2 separate regions of the Zea mays genome follow, and region 1 is linked to region 2. Evidence: chromatin contacts called from public Hi-C data. All regions are on one chromosome and are shown on one strand. The core of a region is the stretch at or near the end of the contact, and the rest is flanking DNA. Distances in the headings are between cores, read along the strand shown.

Region 1 (2,700 bases), core at 41-2,540, 250 kb after region 2:
GGCCGGCAGTCGCACAGTTTCCGGCGCCGAACCTGCAACGATGCATGTAGTAGTAGTACGTAGCAGTACCGACTACCGAGCATCTCATCTCATCGATCTGTCGTTTTCAGCACTACGCACGCACCAACGGGCAAACGGCAGCACAGGATCTGAAAGCGCCGGCCGGAGCCCGGAGGTTTGGGTTTTCGCTTTCGCTTCAAGAGTTCAGATTTTGCCGGCGCCAATAATCGCGTAGGTACGTGACCCACTGCTGCGAGCAGCTAGCGAAGAGAGATACAGAGAAAGCGACGAGAGAGAGAGTTTCTGTTACGTTAGGTCTGAACGGCGTTGATTTGCTGAAGAAGACACGCACGTGATCGTGAATTCTAGCTAGCACTACTGCTGCCGGCTGGTGAGAGTGCGATGCTCCACTGCTTGCTTCTTCGACCAACACTACTGCTACTGCTGTTCAAGCATACATACGACGCTTTATCTTTACATCACCACCGCGAGGAGCGCCTCCCGGCTCACCACCTATCGTCTCCGGTCGCATGATGCATTATCTTAATTACATGGAACAAACGAAGTGTTGACACTCTTAGTGGACCAAAAGTTTAGTATGCAGAGATCTTTGTAGTTAGCAGCATGCATGATGCATTATTCTCTCGCATGGAGCAGGAGGAGGCACGTGTGTGTACGTTGCTAGTCATAAAACCCACATTTATTCGTGACAGTAACAGTGATACCTGGCAAATACTTATCATGTTTTGATTGAGCCAAGTGTATATATGTAAATGGCCCACATGCCCTTGCCGGCCGGGCCGCCTCCGATCATGCGCTGGCTCGGTTGTCGCTCTCCGTAAGAAACATGGCCTGGCCTGGCCCGCGCGTTGGGCCGGGCCCTGCCCGCATCAATCGCAGATTTAGGCATGCATCAATGGAGCCCGTTATTTTTGAGTATGAAGCCACAGCGCACTTCTTTCTCAAATTTATACGTAATTCATTGTGCTTTGTTTTATTATTATTATTATCTTAGATCCATTCGGTCCAGGCTTTATATATGTGCCCTACACAGAGGTGTGATTAGATGTGGTGAACGGTTGTGTTCGTGTATATGTGTGTGGGGACATGTGTGGTGTGTCTGTGCTGTGGTTTAGAAAAGGGAGAGAGACAGAGAGAGAGAGAGAAAACGGACGCAGCGGAATATGAAGAGCAGATGGTGCCGTTGTAAGTGTAACGTGCCGGTTGGCACATGAACGTACGCAACGCAACTGGGCAGCATCACACGAGTCTCCTCCTGTCTCCCACGTGATGAGTTCGCCACGCCCTCGCTGTCGACGTGCCGTTGCGGCCGCGGGGGCGTGCGTGCGGTGCGGCCGTGCGCCACTGCACCCGCCATGCGCGCGCGCGGCCGGCAGCCCGGACAGACAGCGCATAGATTCCGGCACACGGGCGTCCTGCCAACCACCCGTACGTCGTCCCATCCACGCGGCCTCGCTGGCACGCCACCAACCCGGCCCAGCGGACCCGAGGCCGCAGCCGATCGCACCGCCGCGGCGCCATCCCTCCCTCCATAAACTCCCGCCCCCCGCAGACCACTCCCCCTCCCTCAGTAGTCAACCCCAGCGTCCCGCGCTCGCCCGGAAGCACATCAACACCAGACAGCACTACAGTCTACAGCAGCAGGGCACCACCACCACAGCAATGCAGCAGAACGCCGCCCGCCTGCTGGCCGCCGCCGTGGCCTGCCTGGCGCTGGCGCTGGCGCCATCCTCGGACGCGCAGGGGACGGCGGTGCCGTCGTGCGCGGCGAAGCTGGTGCCGTGCACGGGGTACCTCAACTCCACGTCCACGGCGGCGCCCGCGGCGGCCTGCTGCGGGCCGCTCAGGGAGGCGGCCGCCAACGAGACGGCGTGCCTCTGCGCCATGCTGCTCAACAGGGCCGCGCTGCGGGCGTTCGGCGTGGCGCCCGAGCAGGGCCTGGTCCTCGCCCGGCGGTGCAACGTCACCACCGACGCCTCCGCCTGTGCCGCCGCCGGAGGTATAAAGCTAGCTAGATCGCGTGTCGTCTTCCTTCATACCGCTGCCGCCGCTGCTGCTGCTAAGTACTCATTCGATCACAACTGGCTACCACAATGAGATCCAAACCTCTCCAAGATCTGGATCTCATTAATTGGGCTGCTACTAGCAGAATCATGACCTGTCATCGTGTGCCACATCTCCGCAGCAGCTCATCTTGTGATCACGTCTCAGATGATAAGCTCGGATCGCTAGTTAACTACGTACAGTTGTAGGAGCACACACTGTGATGATGCTGAACCTGAAATCCTGAATGATCTCGATCTCATTTCGCTTGCAGGCTCAGCCACTGACGGCAGTACTGCTGCATCTTCAGCTTCCACCGGCAGCGCTTCCTCCACCTCCTCCTCCTCTTCTTCAGGTACTGCTGCCACTTCACTGCTAACTGCTACCACACACAGTACCTATATAAAGAGACGTTCAATACAGATTTTTTTTTCTTGCTCCAAACTTCTGTTTCTGATAAAAAAGAAAGAATACAAGGATACTAGCCCAGTCTTACCTGAACTTTCTGCTGCCGTTCACTTGGTCAGTGGCCAAACCAACAGCCAACGGAGGCGGCGTGGCGCGTCGCCTGAGCATGACTGGCGCGTCCTCATTGCTAGGCTTCAGTTTCATCTGGTGGTGGGCGGTCATGGCGTA
Region 2 (2,700 bases), core at 58-2,557:
AATAGGAAATGCATGGAGCTCACGCAGAATCAAAAAGCTCGATATCAACGTGCTTGATTGATTTGTCATGTCTAACTTGATTCACAGAAGGTGGACGGGGATTGGACGGAGAGTACCTTAGGGTAGGCGATGGTGCCTGGGTGGGTGTCGAACCCGCCAGTCCAGGTTAGGGTTTGGCGTCGGAGGTGGTGCTGAGGCAGCCAGTGTGTGTGCTTCAACGGGGCCTGCCATCCGAGGTGGCGATGAAGGAAGCGAGTAGCAGGTCCGTCGACGGAGCCTCTCGCGCCAGCTGTCGCCGGTGGCGGCGAGGCGTTCCCCTTCAGCGTCGCGGTCGGGCGGTCGCGGATGTGGTGAGATGTGACTCAGGCCATTCTCACGGCTAATGTTGCCACTGGGCTAACAATTATGCATTAAATAATTAGCTAATACTACCAATTAGTTAGGTATGTTTGAAGTCTTAGCTAGTAGACATGTTTTATTTTAACACGATCTATTAGCATCTATTAACAAGATTAAATGCCCTCTACTCTTGTACTGTGATATTAGAGCATCTTCAAGAGACTCTTCATTTTTTACTCTCTATTTGACTATCTATTTACGTTTTTATAAAGATTACACTTTATATATAACATCTCAGTCCAACAGACTATCTATCTAGTTTGGCTAGTCAGGTGGCTAGCCAAAATTAGCTAGTGAGAGAGCCAATTTACAGAGTCAGATAGCTTGCGAGTCAGATAGCTAGTCTGTTGGAGATTTAATTTACTATTGAGTAGCTAAAATTTAGCTTGGCGAGTCATTTAGCTAGTCTCTTGAAGATGCTCTTAAGAGCATCTCCAAAAGAATCTTCATTTTTGACTCTCTATTTAACTCTATATTTACCTTTTCATAAAAAATATACTCTATATGTAGCATCTCCATTCCAACAGATTATCTATCTAGTTTGATTAGTCAGGTGGCTAGCTAAATTTGGCTAGTGAGGGAGCCAATTTGGAGAGTCGGATAGCTTGACGAGTTAGATAACTAGTCTGTTGGAGAGTTATTTTGTTGTTGAATAGCTAAAATTTGGCTTGCTGAGCCATTTAGCTAGTCTCTTGGAGATGCTCTAACCAATCTAATATATTGAGATATAAGTGAATACTAGATATCCAAAAAATCCAAACATAGGCTACAGTATTGGTTGGATGCCACTTGAGCCCACCAACGCCGTTTTCCTTTGCCTATTTTGCAGAGCGGGCCGCCTGGGCGCGCAGGCCCGCGCCACTTTCATCCTCTCCCAGTATCCACGGCCACGGGCTCGCACGCAGTCGCCGCCGCCCTGCCCGTCTCCTTCCTGTCGTCTCCCCTTCTCCAATCGCTTCCCGATCCCAGCCAATATCTCAGACGGAATCGATCCAAAGCTATCCTAGGGTTCCGCCGTCCCGTCCAGATCCGGGCTCGTCGATGGGGAAGGAGGGCGTGGCGGCGGGGCCGGCGGCGGAGGGGAGTAAATCGCGGTCGGAGTGTATCAACTCGTCCAACCCGTACCACGAGTGCTCCGACTACTGCCTCCGCAAGATCGCCGAGGCCAGGCAGCGCCTCGACGACGAGCTCCCTGACTCGTGGAAGCGCCCGCCCGAGCAGCGCACCGTCCACCCGGACTGCATCAATGCCTCCAACCCTTACCACGAGTGCTCCGACTACTGCTTCAAGCGCATCGCCGACGCTAAATCCCCTGCCTGCGGTGCGGGTGATTCCTTCCCCGTTAATTCGAATCGTCGTGAAGCCCTTCTATCTGTTTATTATTGCTTCAAAATCCGAGCGTTGCTGTCCGCTTACCTGGTACTCGGTTGACTTCTTGTTATTAGGGCTGGAGCGTGAGGAGCGACAGCCACCAGCTGATGTGTTTGCCGCCGCCGGCATGTCTGATGCCGTGGAGCAGCATCGGCCTATAGATAACGATTCCGACGAACAGGAGGGCGCAGGTCCGGATGACGGCTACCCGCAGATGACGGAGAAGCAGAAGAAGTTGTTCGAGCTGCGGCTTAAGATGGTACGACGAGCGGCTGATTTACCTACCACTGCATCCGGGCTATTGCCACGCTGTTTGGTATATCAATTCATTCATCCATTTTGTTGTTGTCTAACGTTCCGCAGAATGAAGCACGGAAAGCGAACCAGCAGGCGATGGTTGCCGAGAAGAAAAGGATGGAGCCTCGTGGCGAGAGCCGAGGTGTTTCTAAGCAGAAGTGGTTAGACGACAGGAAGAAGAAGATTGGGAAGCTGCTGGACTCGAATGGGCTTGATATGAAAATGGCGTACATGCTCGACACGCAGGAGACTGCAGAAGCCAAGTACAAGAAGTGGGAGAAGGAACCTGCTCCATATGGGTGGGATGGTGAGTGAGCTCAATCTTCTAACGCCCACAGGTGTCTGATTGGTAGAGAACAATGTTTTCAAAACACATAGATTGGTGATGTTTACTGCATGGCTTCTCTGTTGCTAGTTGTATAGTTCTTGATGAGTTTCTGCTCCATTCACATTAGTATTCACGGTGCATTGTTATTCATGATTGGTTACTTGGCTTGTGACAACATCAGACTAAGTGTTATGTTACCTTCTGTTATTCATGTTATAAGAACATGTCCAAAGAGAAAGAAGTAAATCCTGTGGAACATAAGTTTATTATTATTATGGGGTTAGGATAGTAGTACGGTACCTTCT

Evidence for each region. A called contact is a pair of places that touch in the nucleus more often than the background predicts.
Region 1: a Hi-C map of bundle sheath shows a contact between it and region 2, with 4 times the contacts expected there. The contact joins the promoter of LOC103626441 here to the promoter of LOC100274600 in region 2. A contact is called at or near these places in 11 of 25 Hi-C or Micro-C datasets (bundle sheath, ear, leaf and 3 more).

Annotation. Positions count from the first base shown.
Region 1 is chr5:61,837,372-61,840,071 of Zm-B73-REFERENCE-NAM-5.0, forward strand. LOC103626441 reads left to right here and starts at 1,291. Exons shown (of 3, transcript XM_008646849.4): 1 at 1,291-2,020; 2 at 2,339-2,419; 3 at 2,592-2,700. The coding sequence starts at 1,291.
Region 2 is chr5:61,583,733-61,586,432 of Zm-B73-REFERENCE-NAM-5.0, forward strand. It overlaps LOC100274600, which reads left to right and starts at 1,308. Exons shown (of 5, transcript NM_001148952.1): 1 at 1,308-1,720; 2 at 1,845-2,029; 3 at 2,134-2,374. The coding sequence starts at 1,441. It also overlaps the pseudogene LOC103626440.